Regions from separate parts of the Mus musculus genome. Here regions 1, 2, 3, 4, 5 and 6 are each linked to region 7. The links are chromatin contacts, called in public Hi-C and promoter capture Hi-C maps. All regions are on one chromosome and are shown on one strand. Each heading gives the region's core, a stretch centred on a gene start, on an enhancer-like site or on the middle of the called end of the contact. The rest is flanking DNA. Distances are from core to core; before and after follow the strand shown. Region 1 holds the start of Adam19 (a disintegrin and metallopeptidase domain 19 (meltrin beta)). Region 2 holds the start of Hnrnpab (heterogeneous nuclear ribonucleoprotein A/B). Region 3 holds the start of Phykpl (5-phosphohydroxy-L-lysine phospholyase). Region 4 holds the start of Clint1 (clathrin interactor 1). Region 5 holds the start of Sox30 (SRY (sex determining region Y)-box 30). Region 6 overlaps Adam19 (a disintegrin and metallopeptidase domain 19 (meltrin beta)). Region 7 holds the start of Rack1 (receptor for activated C kinase 1).

Region 1 (3,034 bases), core at 428-2,927, 2.7 Mb after region 7:
AGAAGGACAGGAAGGGGGAAAGGAAAATATTAATAGCAACTGCTCATTTGGGGATCATGGGTCACTTTACAACTCGTAGATTTTGCTTTCTCCCCGGGTCTGCAGTCACTCTACCTCACTGACTGTTCTCAAGGCCTCCAGATCCCGTGAAGTTTACTTTCCTGTCTTTCTTCTGTGCAAATGGTAGGCTGGAAAATCAGACTCGAACAGGACCTGGCTCCCTCTTCCCCGAGGAACCCCACACCCCAACAAAAGGAAGAGCCTTCTCCTATCCAAGGCAAAGGAGCTGGAGCGTTGAGTGGAGGAAACCCTCGGGTCAGGTTCTTGCAGGGATGGGGCGGGGGCTGCAGCCTGCCCAGCCCGTACACTAGGGCGTCGTTAGCTTGATTTAAAAACGCTGACGGTTGGTACAGCAAGCACCCGCGACCGTCTGGAGTCAGCCCAGCTCTCCAGCTGCCTCAGAGCTAAGGCTAAATAAGCTCTCCCGGGTCAAGATGACAGAAGCCAGGCATTGCCCCTCCGGGACCGTCCCTTCCGCGAAATCCTATGAGAACCTCTGAGGGATGCGGCCCGGGAGGGAGCGGTGCCTGGGAAAACAGTTGTGAGAAATAGGCATTATCCAGCGTCCAAACTGGAAGCGTGGAGCCCATTCCATTTTCTTCACATGAAAACTGAGGCCAAGAGGAGATAGGCATTGGGTGAGGTGGAAAGAAAGCTCCGGTTTCCAGTATCAGATCTTCAATGTGGGGCGTACTTATACACACCTGGGTTTTTGTTAGTGAACTTCAGCTTACGATCTGCATAATGGGTGCGCATGGTTCTTTTATGGTCTTTCAGAGATGCTAAGTGTACAGGCAGAGATAACCAGTAAACCACCCTACCCTAATCTCTCGGAAACCTTTGATTTTCTATCCCACTGGTATGCTTTTGACACCACCACCCCCCCGCCCCCAGCAAGATCCAGGGAGTGGTTCCCTCGCCGATTCGGGATAGGATGCTTGGGGTGCTCCTCTGGGGATGCTCTGGGGTTGCTAGAGCAGCGGGCGCAAAATAGCGATGAGAGAGAGGCAGAGCGGAGACGAGCAACCTCAAGAAAAACAGCAAAGATAGGAAGAGCAGCGGAAAGAGAAGCCCAAAGTAAGAAAACACGGGGAGATGAAGAAAGGAAGGCAAGCAAAGAGAGAGAGAGAGAGAGAGAGAGAGAGAGAGAGAGACTTACTGCTTTCTGATTGCAGTGAGCGCACTAGCTCCACGACCTCCCGTGGCTCACCACAAGAGAACAAAGCCTGGGCTCCTAGGCTTGGGGGTGGCGATACTCACACCCGGGGAGTGGCGGAGTCCGCAGGGATAGCGGTCATGGAGCTGCCGGCATGCAAGAGCGACTCTCAGACCCTCAGTCATCACCACCACCCCTAGTCGCCTCAGAACCCATCTGCGCGCTGCCACTTACTTGTGGTCCATCCCGGCTCGCACGCCGCCAGCGGCCAATGTAGCTGCAGAGCGAGAGCCAGCAAGCAGAACCGGGCGACGCCCGCGCGCCCGGGCATGATAGCAACGGCCCTCTCACTGTCCGCAATCACACATCCCCTGCCATTGCCTGCCCCCGGCCTAGCGGCGGCGGAGGTTTTCAAGCAAACGCCGGCCTAAAAGCCACCCAGCCCACATCCCAGACGCTCCGCCCCTAGCCCCTCAGGGCTCTGCCTGGAATGGGAGGAGGGGAGGCGCCACGCGGAGGAGGGGGTTGGTGGTGGCTGGAGGGACAGCAGTGGGAGGAGCGAGGGAAGCCCCCCGGGAGCATCGCTGACTCAGGTGAAGGACACCCAGGGGAAGGGATGATCCGAATTTCTGAAGTAATCAACCATTCTTGAGGCCTGGGAGATTACAGGACTGGGGTTGAAAGTGTTAAACACACACACACACACACACACACACACACACACACACACACACACACACTTCTGCCCCACTGTAGCTAGTTTACTCTATCCCGCTTTATGCTAAGTACTTTGGGTGACCAAGACAACTCTTTGTAGCTCTACCTTCCAGGATTGACTACTCTTGGAGTCAGGCTGTGAAAGAGTTAATTCCAAGGGACTGAAATGAGTGCTAAAAGAACTTGTTTTCCTATCGGGACTCCAATCTGGGCCTTTAGTCCAGGCCTTCTGACACGGGAGGTGGGGGGTGGAGGGGGTGGGGTTGCAGATCCAGCATCCCAGAGGACAGGGCTTCTGTACTCCAGAAACAGAACACCAAGCCCAAGAAACAGTCTAGACAGGATTACAGAGAAGGAGGGAAGCCTTGGGCTGTATAGGTTGGGGACAGGAGAGAGCAGAATTTGGGATGGTTAGGGTTTAGGATGCAATGGAAGATGAAGCCCACAAATGATGGCTATCACTAAGAAAATTACAGTAGCAGACACTTAGGACTTAGCTTTTATTGACATTCCGTACGTGCTAGGGCCTCTGATAGTTGATCTTGTCATGAGTCCGCTGTGGACTGGAAATGTGTCTCAGCTGGTGGAATGCTTGTCATGCACTCATGAAGCCCTGGGTTCCATCCCCAGGACCTCGTAATTCCAGGAGTGTGGTGCACCACTGTGATCCCAGCACTTATGGGGCAGAGGCTGGAGGATCCAAAGTTCAAGGTTAATCTCTGCTACGTGGTGAATTTGAGGCTAATCTGGACTCCATTGACACAGTGTAGAATAACAGTGATAATTAGGCGACCATCTGGAGGGGGTAGGTATTGGCTTCATCTCTATCTCCCCTCTGGGGGAGGGGAATCAAACCAGAAAAGCATTAAGTCCCCTCACCAAAGGTCACAAAGCTAATGTCTGGGTTTCACTTAGAGTCTGTATATTTGCTATTACAAAGCCTGGTGCAACATGCCTTAGTTGATGAATGAAGAACAGAAAAAAGAGATAGCCAGAAATAATCTGTATAGGGTTGGTTAGCAAAACTCCAAGGGAGAGGAGGCTCTGGAAGGGGAGTCTCGCACCTACATTTGTCAGTTCCTTTCCCCATCCCCCACCCCC
Region 2 (2,700 bases), core at 47-2,546, 2.8 Mb before region 7:
AAAGCTTGTGAGACCATTTGCCTGGAGGCCAGCCTGGTCTACAAAGTGAGTTTCAGGACAGCCAGGGCTATACAGAGAAACCCTGTCTCAAAAAAAAAAATCTATATATATCTCTATCTATCTATCTATCTATCTATATCCATCCATCCATTGGATGACTCACACCTTTAATTCCAGCACTTAGAAGGCAGGCAGGCAGTTTTCTGTGACTTCAAGACCAGCCTAGGTCTAAAAATGAAGTTGTGGGCCAGCTAGTTTGTTTAAAGGAAAAAAAAATTATAAAGAACAAAATGGAAAGTGAAGATTGATACCTTGTCTGATTTACACACTCAGGGCATAGAACTTACACTCAACACAAACGTATGCACACATACACAGGAATCATGGCCTAACCCAGGCCTTTAAAGTTTTATGGTCAATGCTTAAAAGAAAACTACCCCTCTTTACCATAACCTCATTTAACAGGGCTATTTTTCCAAAAGCAAGTTGTCAGACTAGGCAGGGTGACACATGTCTGTAATCATATCCTGGGGCTACATGAAAAGACTCTTAATTTTTCCATTTAGGATCATCTAAAAATCAGTGAAATTAAGCTAGGCACAGTGGTGGTGCAGCACATAATTCCAGCACTGAGGGGGTGAAAATGGAGGGTCAAGAGTTCAAGGCCAGTCGGAGGATACCAGACTTGGTCTCAAAAAACACAAAACGGAACCAAAGGAAAGAAATAAAAATTAAAGGCAAAGCTAAACACTAATGCGATATTAAGTATCTATGGGTGTCAAGCAGACACTGGAAATACTACGGTCCAACGTTCACTGCGCCAGGCCTCCATGGATGGCCCCAGCTAGCTCACTGAAGAGGGCAGGAGCCCTGGCATCTCAGGATGCCGAGGTTTAGGAGCAGGCTGTGCTGAAGGCCTCCGATGACCGCAGCACTCCGTAGATTAGAGCACTCCAAGATTAGGCTCCTTTCTCCGGGCGACCTTGGATTTAGGGGACTTCCTCCGGCTCATTCTCCTCTTTTGGGAGGCCGGGGTTGCTAGTGTAGAATAGGATGTAGGGATAGGATGACAGACTGCCGTGTACCCCGGGCAGCTGGGGACATTGGACGTGCTCGCCCGGTGACCGGAACCGTAGACAGTTCTCCGACTCGCGCGCGTTCTAAAATGAGGACAAAGCCCGCCCGGATCTAGAGCGCGCGCGCAGAAGCAGCCAATAAGATGCTAGGACAATGGTGAGTGGCGGTTCGCTTTGCCCAATGAGAGTATCCGTTGTTACGAGGTGGTGCCCGGCTTCGGCATTATAAAGAGCTCCACGAGTTGGCATTGTCAGGCGGTGGCACCGCGCGGGACGGAGTTAAGGTCTTCTTTATCGGCAGTGTACGGCGGCGGCCGAGCGGAGCGATAGTCAGTGGCTGCGGACGAGCCCTCGGGGGTGCGAGCGTGACCGCGGCCAAGCCCGCGCGTCGCCTTCTGCGGCGAGTAGGGCCTCGCGGCGTCATCGGCGGCGAGGTGAGCGGCCCGGCCGCGGGCGGTGGGCGGGAGCTCGGGGAGCGCCGCGGGGCCTGACGCGCTGTCGCCGCTCGTTGCAGTAGCCGCTGCGGCCTGGCCGACCATGTCGGACGCGGCTGAGGAGCAGCCCATGGAGACGACGGGCGCCACCGAGAACGGACACGAGGCCGCCCCCGAAGGCGAGGCCCCGGTCGAGCCCAGCGCGGCTGCCGCGGCCCCCGCGGCCTCGGCCGGGTCTGGGGGCGGGACCACGACCGCACCGAGCGGGAACCAGAACGGCGCGGAGGGCGACCAGATCAACGCCAGCAAGAACGAGGAGGACGCGGGGTAGGTGCGGCCGCGGGCCGCCGCCTTTGTTCTGGGGCCGTCTTTTGTTGGCGCCACGCGGCGGGGGGAGGGGCGGGCGGCCCGCGGAGCTGTGCCTGCCTGGCGCGCTTGCCGCCTGGCCCGGGCGCGGTTACGCGCCTCGGAGTTTGCAGGAGTTTGCGGGGTCGACTGTGAGGCCGATCTGGGCCGCTCGCGCGGTGCTTGGGCTACTTCGGGCCTCGGGGCGGGCGGCCCCGGAAGAGGAAAAGCGGCGGATCGCGAATCGGGCCGCGAGGGCTGCGTCTCTGCTGCGTAGGCGGAGTTGGCGCGCAGCGGGCCGGGCCTAGCCTGCCGCGAGTCGAGGGGCGGAGTTCCAGCCTGAACCCTGGGGCGGTCTTGGCACCGGGAAACCCAGAGTTCCTTGGGGCAGGTACTTGGGAGGCCGTGAGCTCAAGTAGATTCATGAGTGCAGGGCACGCTGATTTTAAACTCGTGAGGGGTCATGGGTCACATTCTTGTCCCGTATGTACCGTGTGTGGCTGTACAGTCTCGTTCAGCTGTGAGTTCCAGTTGAGTCGAGATTGCAGAGCGACGCAAGGGTTAACTTGAAAGGGGGCACCATCTCAGACTGGTCCATGGGACTGTGGCTCCATAAGCCCTTCCCCAGCCAGGAAAAGTGTCAGAATTCTTTTACAGCTTCTAAGGTTTGTGGTCTTGTCTCTCACTTGCAGAAAAATGTTCGTTGGTGGTCTGAGCTGGGATACCAGCAAAAAAGACTTAAAGGATTATTTTACTAAGTTTGGAGAGGTTGTTGACTGTACAATAAAAATGGATCCCAACACTGGACGATCAAGAGGGTTTGGGTTTATTCTCTTCAAAGATTC
Region 3 (3,103 bases), core at 289-2,788, 2.8 Mb before region 7:
GGGCACTGTCAGAGGGTCAGCCATGGCATCTGCATTCTTAGAGCTCACGTGCCAACATGGTCAAAGCAAGGTAGCAATAATTAACACAATTACCTACAACACCGGGCAGTGAGTTTACCAAAAAGGCCCAGGATTAAGTCATTTCTCCTGAGACAGGGTCTCTCTGTGAAGCCCTAGTTGTCCCTGAAACTTGCTATGTAGGCGTAGGCCAGGCTGGCTGTTAACTCAGGAGACCCCCCTGCCTCTGTGCCCTGAGTGCTGGGAGAGTCCTGGGTTTTAACCCTTACCTGCCTGCAATGTGCCTTCTAACAGCTGTGGTAGCCCAGTTGGCTGAATTCATACTAAAGTTTCCTATTACCCCTATAGTAGTCAATAGAGGTGAAGGCCTGCTGTCAGCACCCTGCACGAGGCCAAGATGAGCACACTACATTTGTGGTCATGGATGGGTGGACTGTATATATGCCTGGTTTGATGTGAGTTCCACGTGGGACGTGCAGCTTGGACCTTGGCATGTGAACCTCTCAGGCCTGCCTGGTTTAGCACAGCTATGGTGTGGAGTCTTTTCACAAAGACTGGGGTGCCCCCCTGAGCATCCGATTCAGTTCTGTTCAACCCAGGCTATCAGTCAGATCTATGGCCTCAGCCTCCTCCCCTGTCTCACCAAGGGTGAGAGGCGTCATACTGACCATGAGCCACGTTGTTGATACAGTCCAGGTACTCTCGCCCTTGCTCATCGTACAGGTACTGCCCTTGGCCTCGGATAATCTTAACAGGATCCTCAGGAAAAAAGAGTCTGCAGGAAGAGCTGTGGGGACAGGCAAAGGATCGACAACCCTGTCTGAAGACTGACCTCCACTCATTACAGCCCCCTTCACTCCTTCCTGATTCTGGGATGGACAAAAGCTTGCAGGGCACGGTGGAACTTCCCTGCCTCCCCATTCCTGTGAACAGGACGGAGCAGAAAGTTTCTGAGACAAAACTAAGCCTTTGTGGCCCTCTCAGTTTTGCTTGCACACTGAGACTCCTCCAGTCCCAGTGAAAAGGGCTTCGGAATGGCTTCCTGAAGAAAACCCCCTTGTTAGGAGCTGCATCTCAGCCCCTAACATTCCTTGCCAACCCAGTGGCCTTGCTGTCCCCGTTAGTAATGGCTAGCTCCAGTCCTAAGTTCCAACCATAAGCTTCTCTCCACGTGGCACCGAGGATACTCCTCACAGGCCAAGAGCAGACTTCCTGTAACCCTGCCCGTGACATGACTGCCCCCCAGGCCAGGCCCAGCTCCTTATGCAGGTGGCTGCCAGGGGCAAAGCTCGCTCCACGGGACAGGGGACGCCCCGGAGTCGCGGGGTGGTTCACGGCCGCTTCTAGTAGGCTGAGGGAGGCGGGGAAATCAGGGACTCGGGGTGGGCGCTATACGCGCTTTCGGAGCCCACACCCGGTACCTGAGCAGCCGACGTCTCAGGTCCAGAGTGACGGCCTTGGCGCGCGTGTCCGCGGCCATGGCGCCGAGCGGTCAGCCAGTACCCAGATGCTGCGCGCTTAGCTCCGCCTCCGCCCGCGACGTCAGCTCTGGGTGGGGCTTCAGTGCTGGTCCCGCCCCCAGGAGCTCCCTTCCCGGGCGTTTACGGAACTTGCAAGCGAGATAGCTTGCAGTTCACGTCATCACGGGCGGATACTCTCCGCTGATCCATGGTCGGACTTCGCCCTTCTCTCCTACGCCCGAGGTTTCCCTCCCAGGAATGTGTCCCCAGACCGCCAGGTGGAGCGGGACTCTAAACTGCGGCGGGGCACGCCCGAGCAGGTTGCTGTCTCTGCGCTGATAACGTGACACCCTGTGAGGGTAAATTACTGGCACCCTGGAAGGACAAAGGCCTTCCTGGCATGGCGCTGTAGAGTTCGGTGCCACTGCTGGGGCAGACCACGGAGATCTCTAGAAATTCTTGCTAGGATTAGACAGGATAAACTTGACATGTCGCTACAGGAAGAGAATTTTGCAGTGGGCAGATAGGAAGAGGTTTGGAAAACTTCTGAGTCCTACCTTATGTACTGTGCAGGAAACAGGCCCAGAAAAGAACGGCTTTGCTCCGAGGCACACAATAGGCCCGCTGCAGAGGCCGGACTAAAACAAGGTCTCCTGAACTCTTACCTAGCACACTGAGTGACAAGAGACCTCTGTGGTCCCGGAGGTGGGAGAGAAGGGATACTCCCTTATGGGTTGAGCGCTGGAGCTGACTGTCTTGATGAACCCTGGAACAAAGGCCTGAGAAGGCCCCTCAGCAGACTGGGGCAGTCTTGTTCACATGCCAGCCCGCTGCCCCATTCTCCAGTAGCTTATTTCTTTTCTTCCCTAGAAAACTGCAAAATGCTTACAGCACTTATTAAAGAACAGCTTTGTATTCTTGTGGTTTTTGTTTGTTTTTATTGTGGTAAAATATACATAAAAAAACAAGCAATTTTGAAGGGTACATACAATTCAGTGGCATTAGTACATTCTCAATGTTGCATCTTGTCACCAAAACCCAGTCACAGAGCCCTTCCATCTTCCCCAACTGAGCGGTATTTCATGTTTTTAACCATAAACCTACCTAAAAGTCCATCTTCCTGCTCAGAAAAGGCCTATCCTTCCTGTCCTTGGTCCCATCCTCTCTCCATTTTCTGGCATCTGTCCTTTCAAGGCAACCCTGGAGGCCAAGAAGGCACAGGCTGAAAGGAGGAAGGGACTGAACAAGACTTGGATGTAGTGGGGGGCATGGTGGTGCAAGCCTGTAATCCCAGCACTTGGGAAGCTGAGGCAGAGCTGCAACTTTGGGACCAGCCTAAGTTATGTATTGAGACCCTGTCTCAACCAACAAGCAATCATTCCCCTGCCCAACCCTTGAATCCAGAGCAGGGTTTCCTCAGCTGGCATTCACAGTGAGCAGCTTCACTACTGGGCGTGTCCAGTGTCCTGGATTTCAGGTGTATGCTAACCTCGACTGTCTTCTGAATGCCAGGAGTGTCCCCCAATCCTGTGACAACTCAAAGCTTTAAGGACAGGGAATCTAGTAAGGTCGCTTCTCTCAAGCCTCAGAGCCATCTGTCCATGGGGACAGTCATCTCGTTGGTT
Region 4 (3,019 bases), core at 441-2,940, 2.9 Mb after region 7:
TCTTCAGCTATTCAGTCTTGGAATCAGAGGTGTGGCAGTTTTGTTAAGACCTCTTTCAACTTTTACACTAAGCTGGTATTCTCTTCCTCATATGATACACTGAAAACAGCCATGGATCTGTAAAAGAAATGACTTTTCTCTTTGGCAAAAAAACAGAGCTTACAAGTAATGAAATGGTCCCAGCTAAATGTCTGCACACTTAATGGGAAAACTGAATACTAAAACCACCAAAGCAAAATCTTTTCAGACTCGCAGCTTCTCAGTGAGGTTTCTCTTCCTCCAAAGTCAGTGGGAAAATTGTTCTCTTCAGAAGCACAGACAGGAACGTGTTGTATCACAAATCATCCTAAGGAAACGGAAGCCCCTGGCTCTTCACCCTCATGGACTAAGAGGGCCGCAATGATCTTCATCCTGAACTGGAGAAGACGGGAATTCTACAAAGTTAAGAACTTAGCTCTTTCGGTTCTGAAAACGGTACTCCTTAAGCACTTCCTTGGTAGCAAAGCACCATCAGAAGCGTCAGACAAGTTGCTTTAAAGAATGTTGTTTTCTGGGGTCAAAAAGAGCTTCTATACTTCCTGGTTTCAGGTTAGGTGGGTGGTTCAAAAGAACTGTTTCTTTACCACACTTATTGCATAATCACAAAAACCCAAAAAGGAAGAGGGCTGGTTAAATATTTAAAGTCTTATTTCCTGGTGACCTAAAAGACCTACTGTTATTTTCGATATGCTCAACTTAAAGTGCTAAGGGTTTCTGAGTATACTAAAAGCACTGAGTTATTTTACTCTGAAAGGAGTTAAAAACAGGTCAACAGGATATAAACTGGGCTTTTTTTCTTTTCCTTCACCCTTTAGAGTAATTTTTATTTACATGATTGCCCACCCCAAAAGGAAGTGTAGTGGTAAAGTTAGAGGAAAACAGTCACGGAAAGTTGTCTGGTCATCTGCTTTCACTTAGTGTGACAAACCCGAAGGGCGAGTCTCCTCTTGAGCAACTCCAGCCTGTCCACAGTGACCACTTGTTACACCTCCCACTCACTCCACTGCAGGTTCACTAGAAATTCAAAGGTGTCTACCAAGGTAAAGGGCATACCAGGCCAGGCCTAAGGTGTCTCCGAATTACACCACGGGGGTTACCGGGGACGGGAGCACGCGTCCCCTCGCCCCCAAGCCGGGCCTGGTGTCCAGGAGGCCAAACTCCAAGCTGGGTACGACGATCAAAGCATCTGTCTGCCCGGCGCGGGGTAGGGGCGCGGTGAGGACGTCCCGGGGAGCAGAGACCGGAGCAGGGAGGGGGGTTTTGAGCCGCCAGAGGCTCGGAGACCGAGGCCCAGGCCCGCCGCGGCCGCCGCCTTCACCAGGCCGCAGGGCGGGGGGGCGTGCCGCGTGTCCCCGCGCGCTGGACCACCGTGCGCACGCTCCCCGCCCCCGCCGCGGGGCCGGCCGCAACTGCCCCCCGATACTCACGCTTTGTCCACCAGCTCCCGCACCTTCCACATGTTCAGCATCGCGCCCCGCGCGGCCCGGCCCGCCGCCGCCCGCCGCCACTCTCCACGGACCCCGGGACGCCTCCGCGCCGGGGCTGGTCCAGGTCCGGGTCGCCGCCGCCACCCACCGCCGCGAACTCTCCCTAGCCGGAGCTCCTTCTCCCGGCCACAGCCACGGCGCCGCCAGTGACACGTCGAGACGCGGCCGCACCGGCGCTGCGTGGGGCGGAAGTGGCCGGCTTTCCGCCCGCGCCGCGCGCCGCACGCCGGGAATTGTAGTCCGCGCCCTGCGCCCCCGGAGCGTGAGAGGGCTGAGATCGCTGCGGTTTGGGGACCTCTGACACAGCCTCCGCGTGATTGCCATCACAACAGTTGCAAGACTTACTCGCGCTCACCTTCTTCAGATGTACACATTGATGCTAAGCACGATTACAGAGTGTGATTGGCGTGCGTGTTCTTCATCTACGCACGTGTTTCTGCATTTGCTTCCAAACATATAGGCGTCTATACATCACTGAACCTGGGATTCCAGCCCTGACCAGTGTAGAATTTTATTCTAAATCCTTCCCCACTCTAGTTTTATGATACAATGATTTTATCTGTAGACAGCTACCTAGTACCCTCGTTAAGATAGTTTGTAACAAGCCTCAGAAACTTAGTTCACATTAGTTGGGAAACCAGAAAGCCACCAGTACTCATACACAGCATACCTATATGTGTTTTATGTGATATACCCAAGAACTCTGTGGCTTTGGTTTCTAAAAGCATACATAATTTTTGAGATCTGCTAAAGTAATTTCCACTGATCAGGTTTTTCACTTAATATGTCAGTCAAAACTTGTGATAAAACTTGAAGTAATACTACATTTTGTTTTAGGCAATTCCTTAATTTTTATAAGTTTTACCTGCCCTGGTTGCAGACTGCTTTAATCCTAGCACTCAGAAGGCAGAGGCAGGCGAATCTCAATGCGTTTGAGGACAGTCTAGTTTACATCAGAAGTTCCAGGTCAGCCAGGGTTACACAATAAGACCTTAATTTTTAAGTTATAATTAAAACCTTTAATTAAATGTTATTTATTTGTAAAGAAATAAAATAAAAATTACTTAAATGTTAAAATAAAGTTATATATGTAAATATATATGTATTTATACATATACATTTTTTTAATTAAAAAATAATTCTGCCACTATTTACTGAGCATCTTCAGGGTGTTACAAGCGAGGACTACAGCTGGGGCTCAAGTTCCCTGGGAGCTTAAAGGTCACTGGAGGAGGGACATAACAATCAAGAAAATATTTAATTAGAGAGAATAAGTGCTTGTCAAAACCAAGAACATAATGTTACAGACAACAATGTCAGAGGAAAAACAGCAGAATATTCAGGGCTCTTTGAGGAGATTGAATGTATGCTAAAACTGGAACAATACAAAGGAACTGGCCCTAAGAAGATCAAGAAAAGAATGATTGGGGGAGGGAACACAAGACAAGTAAGATTCACAACGAAGGGCAAACAGTGGCTGTAAATAGCCAAGA
Region 5 (2,853 bases), core at 327-2,826, 2.8 Mb after region 7:
ATCTTTAAAATATATCTTAAATATAATCACTTCTTTTAAAAATCACTTGGCTTATTTTTATTATTTCTAAAAGCTTTAGCTATATGCTATATGTATGTTTTCTCTCAGAAAAGTTACTGTTCTCTTTTAACATCTATAGTCAATATAAACAACTATCATTTTTCTCGAACACTGGTATATTTTATTTCTTGATACACATAAACCTAAGAAGCTACTATGATAGAAAATTTGATGTTATTTTATATAAACTGAGGAATCTGTATCATCTAACAAGGCCTTCTGTTGAGTCTATTCTCTTAATCTGTTTACTAAGTCTTAAGAGTGACTGTTTATAAAAACTGTGGCAATACTTAAGTGTATTTTACCAGTATGTGGGCAAATCAACCAGAAGCACTCCCTGTGCAAGCTAAGGGCCGTACCAGGATTCTACTTTTCGAGCTTCAGCTCCTGAACTGCTAATATGTCTGTGCAACACAGACCTGTGAAAGCCAGATTCCCCTGGCTTCTAATACCTGCATCTGAGGGCAGCACGGTGAGGGGGACATCTTTGGTTTCAATTTTTACAGAAGGCTCCAGCAAGGACTGCATTTTAATAGGCACTGGTGTCAGGGGGACTTTGGACAACCGTATCAACTCAGAAGGCGGAGGCCCCTGAAACTGGATACGGGCTCCAGGTGGGACGGTGTGGAGTGTCAAAGGGAACCTTAGGTCTTGCTGGTGTGGCCCAAAAGCACTAGGCGGCTGGGCCAGGATGGCCTCCTTGCTGCTGTGGACCAGGCCATTGGACGTGGCCTCCGTGCCCAGCCTACAATCGTCCCTGGGTCTGTCTGGCTCCTCCGTCTTGATGACTCCTTCTCCGATGGCCAGCAGGCTCTTGCCTTCCCCGCCTTTCAGCGCATCCCTCGGAGCCTCCTCTGCCTCCAGCTTGGCTTTCTTCTCATCGCTTCGGCGGCCGTCGAGGGCCTTCCCGGTGCCATCCAACTTGGCGGCCCTCGAGGCTCTCGGGCCGGCCTCGGTGGTCCTCCGAGATCCCACCGACAGGTCCAAGCCCGCCCCCAGCTCTTGCTTCTCGGCCTTGACGAGCAGCGTCCGGGGCTGCATGGGGTGCAGCTCCGGCCTGCAGGGGCCTCCGTCGGCCGCGGACTGCGGAGGCAACAGCAGCAGCTCCGGCCTCAGCTGCAGCAGGCGCGCCTGCGCGGACGAGGCGGCGGCGGCAGCGGCAGCGGCGGCGGCGGCTGCGCCCTCGTCGGGAGCCGGAGGCACCCCCGGTCCTCCGGGAGGCAGCAGCAGCACCTGTTCCGGCTTCACTTGCAGCAGGCGTCGCGTCCCTGCCGCCTGCGCACCCGCCGCCGCGGCCTCCCCGCACGACGAGGCCACCGCGGCCATGGCGGCCGTGGCCTGAGCCGACGGCGACTGGGAGCGCTCTGCGGCCGCGGCCCGGAAGGTGGCGGCCTCGACGGGCTGCGCGGGCGGAGCGGGGCGCAACGGGCGCGGAGGGGTGGGCCGCGGCGGTTGGCGCGGCGGCGGCGGCGGTGGCGGCGGTGGCTCCGGCCTGGCTCTCTCCATGGGGGAGGGGGCGGGCGGGCCGCGGCCGGGATTGTGAGCTCAGCCGTTTGTTGGCGGCCTCCCCCTCCCCCTTTCGGTTAAGACCCTTCCAAGGCCTTGGCTACCCAGAACCCTACGCGCTCCACAGACGGGCTCGCCTCGCCCAATCAGGAGCGGCCCGGTGTCTCCCGCCAGCCAATCACAGGCACGTTCCCCGGCTCCTCCCACCCTCCACACTAGCCGCGTGCGAGAACCCTGGAATCATCCGCCATAGACCGGGCCGAAGCTCCTTGTGTCCCATTTTCCACGCCTCTTCACTCTCCCTCTCTTCCGGATTCTCTTTAGGCCTTGACCTTGGTTACCCCGCCCCCTCCTGGAGCGCGACAATGGCGTTGCCCAGGAAACCCTTCTGTTCCACGCCTTTACCAAGGACCTCCAGGGATGAAGGCGTGGGCCTTTCTTGCGGGCTGGGCTCTCGGCCTTGTGTGTTCATAAAGCCGGAGTCTGATAGGGTCTTCTAGTCATTCTCAAGTATGGGGACACCTTGGAACTTATAACTGATCTTACTGGACCTGGTTTTTGACTAGGTATAACTATTTTACTAGTTGAATTTTCAGTCTGCTTCCAAGATGCGACCCAGATTCATCCACCTTTTGAGGTCCCACCCACCATTATCCTGCTTAGGCTTCCATTGTCCTTCTCTAATTCCATATGGATGTTACAGTTCTCCTGAAGTTTTGCTCTTCACCTATGTCCCACTACCTCCCGACTGCCAGTTGTTCTAAAAATACAAGTCAAACTGTCACATTTCCCCCAAATCTTTCTGCCGCTCCCACTGGTTATGAGATAAAAGTTCGAAATTCTTAACCCCGCAGAGCCTGATAAACCTGATTAGTAGCTTAGGCTATACCTACAGTTTGAGTTTTTTACACTTTCACCACATTGCTTCCCATGCTATTCTTTTTCATCACAGGACGCTTTAGCAAGTCAAGCATTTATGTCTCTTGTAACTCCCGTTTATTTTTCAACTTGGAGCTGAACCGGCATTTCAGAGAAAACCATGACAGCATTCGTTCGAATCTCTTTTATGCACTCACACCTGATCATGTCCTTTGAAGTGCTTTCTTTGTGTGATTATTCTGCGCCTCTTCCAGTTGATTGTTACCTCCTTTGGGAAAGAACTGCTTTTGTTTTGCTCATCATTGACTCCCCAGTGCCGACTGTTGAGTAATTGTGCAATAAATGCTTATTGAATAAAGAAATAAGAACTGCCACAGCATAATAAAATAGTAATACTATGTATATTAA
Region 6 (2,700 bases), core at 85-2,584, 2.7 Mb after region 7:
GCAGGAGAATTTCTGAGTTCGAGGCCAGCCTGGTCTACAGAGAGTTCCAGGATAGCCAGGGCTACACAGAGAAACCCTGTCTCGAAAAACCAAAAAAAAAAAAAAAAAAAAAAAAAAGCAGAGCCTCTGGGGCTCAGTGTCAACACACTTGGTCATTTCCATTTTGGAGGCTATCTGACACCCTGGTTGACTGTGCAGGGCGTGACTTCAAGAGAGCACTCGCAATTATTAATACCGAGACCAGCTCTGAACAATCGACCCCAAAAAGGTATTGTTTCCAGTCATTTGGAAAAGATGTAGTCCACCCAGGCTGCTGCAACAAAATACCACAAGCAGAGAGGCTTATAACCAACAGAAATGAATGTCTCACGATTCTAGAATAGCTCGTATCGGCCAAGAGCCACTGTGCTAAGTAGATGTTGATTTTAGCTGCACTTTCACATAGCAAGTGTGTTCTAGCTTCCTGGGGGCTCTTAGAAGGCCGCTTAACTCAAGCCATGAAGGGCAGAGACAGCATGACCCAATCACCTTATAAAACCATGCCTAACATATCCCCTTTCAGTACATGGGCTTGAAAGAGACATAAACCCCCAGCCCATGGCAATCAGACAGCCTGCTATTGAGCAAGTGTGGCTGAGAATAGTCTGACTCGCACGGAGATCCTATCAGACACTGACATTCCATTTGCTCTACCATGTCAGGGCTTCTGCACATGGGAACTGTAAGATGTAATAAATCTGTCTCCAAGCTGCAGTGGGAAACTACAACTCAAACAGAACTTCCAGGTCACGCTAGGGCAAGGCCTAACAGCACTCCGCATTCATATTAACGCATGCATCCATTCATCGCCTTGGATGGAGTAGGCCTGGTTCTGTTCTCCGTATTTCCCACCCAAAAATACGTCTGCGGAAATTTTCAGATAGCCACAGGCAGCTCTCATTAAATTCTGTTCTCCCCACCCAGCCACTCAGCTGCTTCCTTGGCACCAAGTCTCACAGGATTAACTGCAGGGACCCGGGAGCCCAGCTGCACACAGGCTTTGCAAAAACATTTGGAATACCTGAGATCTGCCAAATACTTGGTTAAAGTACGCTATCCTTTAATTTCTTGGGCCATGTGTATTTTAAGTGAAATGTAATCCATATGCCTGTGACTCATTTTAATGCAACTCAGCAAAGCAAGGTCTCCTAAGGGCACTGGGTCGCCAGCTAAGCCTTTCCCAGCGTCTCTTTGACCCAGGAAATTGAATTTTGCCAACAACCAATAGAATTTCTGACCAGATGAAATTTCTGACCAGACAGGGCCAAAGTGAGGTGTCCTTGACTCTAGGTAAGATGTTGAAATCTGTCCCCACCTGAGAAGGTGCTGGGATGAAGCGCGGGGGCAGGAGTGCCGTCCTGTTTGAACTGGCTGAATGTTTCTAAGAGAATTCCATGGAAGAAAGACAAACCTGAGAATGAGAGGCAGTGAGTAATTTGAGTTGTCTGCTGAAGAGCACCCTCTGCCTGGTGATTCGCCATGCATCTGCCCCTCTGTCATTAAACGATCCAACTAGGGCTAAGGGGAAAGGGAGGCTGGTAACAAGTGGCTGTGGACTGATATGGTGGCAGCTCATTAGATGTGATCTCCTTAGATGGGAAGGAGAGGGCAGAGGCTTGTCATGAGTTTGGTGACATCCTGGGCTATCGAGTAAGACCCAGTCTTTAGAAAACAAAGAGAAGGAAGGAAGGGAGGGAGGGAGGGAGGGAGGGAGGGAGGGACAGAGGGGAGAGAGAGAGAGAGAGAGAGAGAGAGAGAGAGAGAGAGAGAGAGAGGCAAAAACAAAACAATTCAGAAATGACTTAATTTTCTAAGCTGACTCTAAAGTTTCAGGACAATAAAACCATCCTCCTATCTATAATAGCTGAGCTAGGAAGAAAGCTTATTGTCAAAAGTCATAGTGAATAGTAAGACTCTTAAAACTCTAACCCATCAAAAGTTATAATGGGTAGTTAAACCCCTAAGCTCCACATGCCTGAGTTCTGCCTTAGTATTGACAGCATAAACCAGCCCAGAGAGCCATTGTTATTGAGGAGCCTCCACCTTAAGATCAAAGGACCTCTCTCTCTGTCTTTCTTCTTCCCCTAGTCCCCCTTTTTTTTTCTTAGTTTTTCAAAGTTTCTTTGTGACATCCTAGAACTTGCGCTGTAGACCAGGCTGGCCCTGAACTCACTGAGATGGGCCTGCCTCTGCCTCATGCAACACCAATGGTATGGGCGGCCACCACCTGCCACATCCCTTCTCGAGACCAATTCTAAACATCGCTAGGATTTGGACTCAAGTCCGCAGAGTAGCCTCAAGCGAGAAGAGTCAGCCTCGGGGTGTGCTCAGGGGACAAGTGGCGAGGACACGGCCACAGCACAGATAGTGCTGACACTGTTCCTCCTTCGTTGGTTGGTGACATCCTGGTTGTTTTTGAGACAGGGTCTCATATAGCCCAGTTGTGCTCAACCTCAGAGTGTATTCGAGGATGGCCTTGAGCAGCTGACCCTCCCTCCTCCACCTCTCAGTGCTGGGATTGCAGGCGTGCACCACCAGGGCTAAGTTATATCCTGCAGGGAGGGAATTGAATCCAGGGCCTCGCTCACGCATGCTAGCCAAGTACTCGGACTGAGCTCCATCCCCGGTCCTCATTGCTGTTGAAGGTGACCTTGTAATACA
Region 7 (3,097 bases), core at 101-2,600:
ATAGTTGGTCTCATCTCTGGTCAGCTTCCACATGATGATGGTCTTGTCTAAAAGGGTTGGTAAAGGTTGGTATAAGCCTACTTACTGTGCACCATTTACAGTCTTAAAGTCACTGGGGCCAGTAAACGGGACAGAGAAACTTCAAGTTATAAATAAAAGAGGCTTACTACTCTACAATATCAAGAGCTGTAGATCTCAGCTGTAATGTGAGACTATGGGCACCACACTTCCTGGGATTGAGACTTAAGTTCCACATTCAAAATGTATTTTATTTAAAGTGGCTCCCTACATACATATGTGTGCTACCTGTGTCTATGGTGTTCAGAAGTGCGTGTCAGGTCTCCTGGAACTAGTTTCAGATGACTGCAAGCTACCATGCAGGGTCTGGGAAACTAACCCTAACCTTAGTCATCGTCCGGGCCCGAGACTAATTAACAGCAGAAGCACCACTTGGGTGTATGTAGGCTGAGCAGAGACAGCCTTTCCCGCCTGAGAGTTACTGAAATAAATGCAGCCGTTATTGTAGCATCAGACACAATCCTAGCCACGAACCAACTTACACAGAAACGGACAATAATAAGCCTAGTATTAGGTAGGAGAGAAAATGAGCATAATTTTGGGGTGGGTAGGGAGGAAATACACATGAAGATACATCATTAAAGAAAAAAAATCATTAGTTACAAGAAAACCTAGGGCGGGACAATCAAGTCCGGAAATGTGGGGAACAAGGCATCTACAAAGTTTACCCACTGTCTATAGTTTAGGGCCAGGCGACAACAGCTCAGAAACAGCCTCTGGATTTCAGCAAAGCCACTCAGATGGCATGTTGGGGTCATCATTGCTCCGCCCGTCTTGTAGCCCCGTAAAACTACTTAAACACATCTCCAGGAAGCAAGCGAGAGATTTAAAATCGCCAACTTTGGGAGGTGGGGTGTGAGTACAGTTGCGCGACGTGTCTCGGTTTCCGTTCATGTGTAAAGGGTCGTCCCGGTTGGGGCCCAAGTTGGGGTATGCACGCCCCAACTAACAACTGGGTTGGGGAATGAACCGAGCCAACACGCGCGCCACTTGCTTAACCACGAGACTCTCATGCAGTCCCCAGGACACCGGGTGATTTACCCGGCATGCAGCCCGTACCTCGAGACGCAGACAGGATCATGTCCGGGAACTGCGGTGTGGTGGCGATCTGTGTTACCCATCCATTGTGGCCCTTAAGGGTCCCGCGAAGGGTCATCTGCTCGGTCATGGCTGCAGTTGATGCGAGGGTCGCCGCAGCGACAAGGATGGCACCGGATAGCTCAGAGAGCCAAGCACCACAGCGGCTGCCACCACGACCCTGTGGAGAAAAAGAAAGAGCGGCCTCCGCCGGAACCGGAAATACTCGGAGAGCAAGGCGGGGATTCCCATGATTCACTGCTGCTCAAAGATAGCTGCACTGAGAAGTGGGAGGAACTGGGAGAGTAGGTCTCAAGTATCGTCGTTTCTTCTGCCACGCAACCTAGTTTGGCAGCGCTGTACAAATGCATTCTGAAGCCAGATGCGCCAGGGTTTTAGAAAGGCTTCTCGGGAGATTAAAGCATGCCGTGGAAGCAGAAGTGGGGCTGAGGGCACACAAGCAAACTACAGTGGCCTCTCCGCCCTTACGTGGCAGAGACGCGGCTCCGCCCTTTCCGCTTCTGTTCAGTTCCTTGGTTGGAGACCCCGGCTCCAACTTTGACTTACGGAAGTACAATTAAAGTCGCAATTAGAGGCGTGTGCCAGCAAATCTGGCCTGTTTGTTTGTTTTATGGCAAAATTTCATGTAGCGAAGGCTAGTCTTAAACTGGTTGTGTTGCCAAGGATGGTTTTGAACTACCGACCTGCTTCTGTCTCCCAAGTACTGGAATTATAAACCGAGCCGCCGCCCGGCGAGGCTATAAAGGAGGAAGTGCTGGGTTCAGATTTCTGGGGATTCTGTTGGAAGCCCTTTCTGTGCCTCTGATCATTCCCCAGAAAAGCCTGCTGGTCTGTCTTGTGCTGCCCTGAAAGAAGTGTTCCCGGACGGGGAAGCAGAGGAACACGGATAGCCTGGCAACCCGATGACCTCAACACGTGTTCAAATTTTGTAGTGTTTCCAAATGTCACAGATCTGGCCTTAAAAAGTTTTAACTGTATGTTTTAAAGTATTTGTGTGTGAGTGCGCTTGTGATTGCCACAGAGCACTGGCTGAAGTCAGGAATTTTCTCTCCTGCCATGTGTGTTTGGCTACAGCCGATTTGTTCAGCTTCACTTTTTTTTTTTTTTTTTTTTTTTTTTTTTTTTTTTTAAGGAGCACACACAGGTCAGGAAGGTAAGCAACCACTAATGTCTATGTGAACTAAAGGATACATTTAATTATTTATTTTAGTGCTATGGGTTGAACTCCCACATGCTAGGAAGAGTGCCTTACAGAGTTAAATCCACCCAACTCCCAGCCTTGTTTAGTTTTTGTTCGTTTTTTTGTTTGTTTTTTGTTTTTCGAGACAGGGTTTCTCTGTGTAGTCCTGGCTGTCCTGAAACTCACTCTGTAGACCAGGCTGGCCTCGATGATGGAATTCATCACCACATTCAACCTTGTTTCGTTTTGATTCAGGATGTGCATAGCTCAAATTGGCCTTAAATTTATGATCTCCCTTCCTCAGCCTGCCAAGTAACTAAGATTATAGCCCTAAAACACCAAGCCCTAGGTATAAGTATTTGTTTTTCTTTCTTTTTTTTTCTTTTTTTTGGTTTTGTTTTGTTTTGGAGACAGTGTTTCTCTTTGTATCCCTGGCTCTCTGTAGACCATGCTGGCTTGTTTTTTTCTATTCGTAAATTGCATGGAATTTAACTTCTCCTCCTCCTCTTCTTATGTGTTTTGTTTTTCCAGACAATGTGTAGCCTTAGCTGCTCTGGAACTTGCCCTCTAGACCAGGATGGCCCTGAAGTCCGAGTTCACCTGCCTCTGTCTCCCAAGCGCTGGGACTAAAGACATGCACCACCATCATCCAGCTGAGTTTAGTTTCTTATCTGTGATAAGAGATTGAAATTAGTACTTATAAAATATGGTAGTGCGGAGAATAAAGGAATATAGGAGACT

What was found. Promoter capture Hi-C pulls out the DNA fragments that hold promoters and counts their contacts. Hi-C and Micro-C count contacts between places; a contact is called where the count stands out from the background.
Region 1: a contact with region 7 is called in a promoter capture Hi-C map of embryonic stem cells, with 7 times the contacts expected there. The contact joins the promoter of Adam19 here to the promoter of Rack1 in region 7. A contact is called at or near these places in 2 of 39 promoter capture datasets (embryonic stem cells and hippocampal neurons), 1 of 115 datasets of contacts at active chromatin or transcription factors (forebrain) and 2 of 9 other capture datasets (adipose tissue and liver).
Region 2: a promoter capture Hi-C map of embryonic stem cells shows a contact between it and region 7, with 7 times the contacts expected there. The contact joins the promoter of Hnrnpab here to the promoter of Rack1 in region 7. A contact is called at or near these places in 3 of 39 promoter capture datasets (the C10 cell line, embryonic stem cells and liver), 1 of 484 Hi-C or Micro-C datasets (B cells) and 1 of 9 other capture datasets (adipose tissue).
Region 3: a promoter capture Hi-C map of liver shows a contact between it and region 7, with 5 times the contacts expected there. The contact joins the promoter of Phykpl here to the promoter of Rack1 in region 7. A contact is called at or near these places in 2 of 39 promoter capture datasets (liver and pre-B cells), 1 of 115 datasets of contacts at active chromatin or transcription factors (extraembryonic endoderm stem cells) and 1 of 9 other capture datasets (liver).
Region 4: a contact with region 7 is called in a Hi-C map of rod photoreceptor, with 5 times the contacts expected there. The contact joins the promoter of Clint1 here to the promoter of Rack1 in region 7. A contact is called at or near these places in 1 of 39 promoter capture datasets (embryonic stem cells), 1 of 484 Hi-C or Micro-C datasets (rod photoreceptor), 1 of 115 datasets of contacts at active chromatin or transcription factors (extraembryonic endoderm stem cells) and 1 of 9 other capture datasets (adipose tissue).
Region 5: a promoter capture Hi-C map of cranial neural crest shows a contact between it and region 7. The contact joins the promoter of Sox30 here to the promoter of Rack1 in region 7. A contact is called at or near these places in 2 of 39 promoter capture datasets (cranial neural crest and hippocampal neurons), 1 of 484 Hi-C or Micro-C datasets (uterus) and 2 of 115 datasets of contacts at active chromatin or transcription factors (astrocytes and embryonic forebrain).
Region 6: a promoter capture Hi-C map of liver shows a contact between it and region 7, with 3 times the contacts expected there. The contact joins the enhancer-like site here to the promoter of Rack1 in region 7. A contact is called at or near these places in 2 of 39 promoter capture datasets (liver and stem cell-derived epiblast-like cells), 3 of 115 datasets of contacts at active chromatin or transcription factors (embryonic hindbrain, embryonic stem cells and forebrain) and 2 of 9 other capture datasets (adipose tissue and liver).

The regions. Positions count from the first base shown.
Region 1 is chr11:46,054,627-46,057,660 of GRCm38.p6, reverse strand. Adam19 (a disintegrin and metallopeptidase domain 19 (meltrin beta)) reads right to left here and starts at 1,677. Exons shown (of 23, transcript NM_009616.4): 1 at 1,451-1,677. The coding sequence starts at 1,547.
Region 2 is chr11:51,605,477-51,608,176 of GRCm38.p6, reverse strand. It overlaps Hnrnpab (heterogeneous nuclear ribonucleoprotein A/B), which reads left to right and starts at 1,296. Exons shown (of 8, transcript NM_001048061.1): 1 at 1,296-1,510; 2 at 1,591-1,837; 3 at 2,548-2,700. The coding sequence starts at 1,614.
Region 3 is chr11:51,583,216-51,586,318 of GRCm38.p6, reverse strand. Phykpl (5-phosphohydroxy-L-lysine phospholyase) reads right to left here and starts at 1,538. Exons shown (of 13, transcript NM_028398.3): 1 at 1,440-1,538; 2 at 687-805. The coding sequence starts at 1,498. It overlaps Col23a1 (collagen, type XXIII, alpha 1), which reads right to left. Exons shown (of 29, transcript NM_153393.2): 29 at 2,394-3,103.
Region 4 is chr11:45,850,640-45,853,658 of GRCm38.p6, reverse strand. It overlaps Clint1 (clathrin interactor 1), which reads right to left and starts at 1,690. Exons shown (of 12, transcript NM_001045520.4): 1 at 1,467-1,690. The coding sequence starts at 1,507.
Region 5 is chr11:45,979,033-45,981,885 of GRCm38.p6, reverse strand. It overlaps Sox30 (SRY (sex determining region Y)-box 30), which reads right to left and starts at 1,576. Exons shown (of 5, transcript NM_173384.2): 1 at 513-1,576. The coding sequence starts at 1,566.
Region 6 is chr11:46,071,500-46,074,199 of GRCm38.p6, reverse strand. All of the region lies in intron 3 of Adam19 (a disintegrin and metallopeptidase domain 19 (meltrin beta)), which reads right to left. Among named protein-coding and RNA genes, the nearest start is that of Adam19, 17 kb to the right of the region's middle. Within about 2 kb of position 1,334, at least 83 of the 459 cell types and tissues checked have an H3K27ac peak or open chromatin away from gene starts, as enhancers often do. A contact at or near this core is called in liver, where this site is marked.
Region 7 is chr11:48,798,613-48,801,709 of GRCm38.p6, reverse strand. It overlaps Rack1 (receptor for activated C kinase 1), which reads right to left and starts at 1,350. Exons shown (of 8, transcript NM_008143.3): 1 at 1,138-1,350; 2 at 1-47. The coding sequence starts at 1,246. Gm36109 (predicted gene, 36109) reads left to right here and starts at 2,307. Exons shown (of 2, transcript NR_166852.1): 1 at 2,307-2,329. It overlaps LOC115485831 (a small nucleolar RNA gene), which reads right to left and starts at 845; the gene lies at 778-845.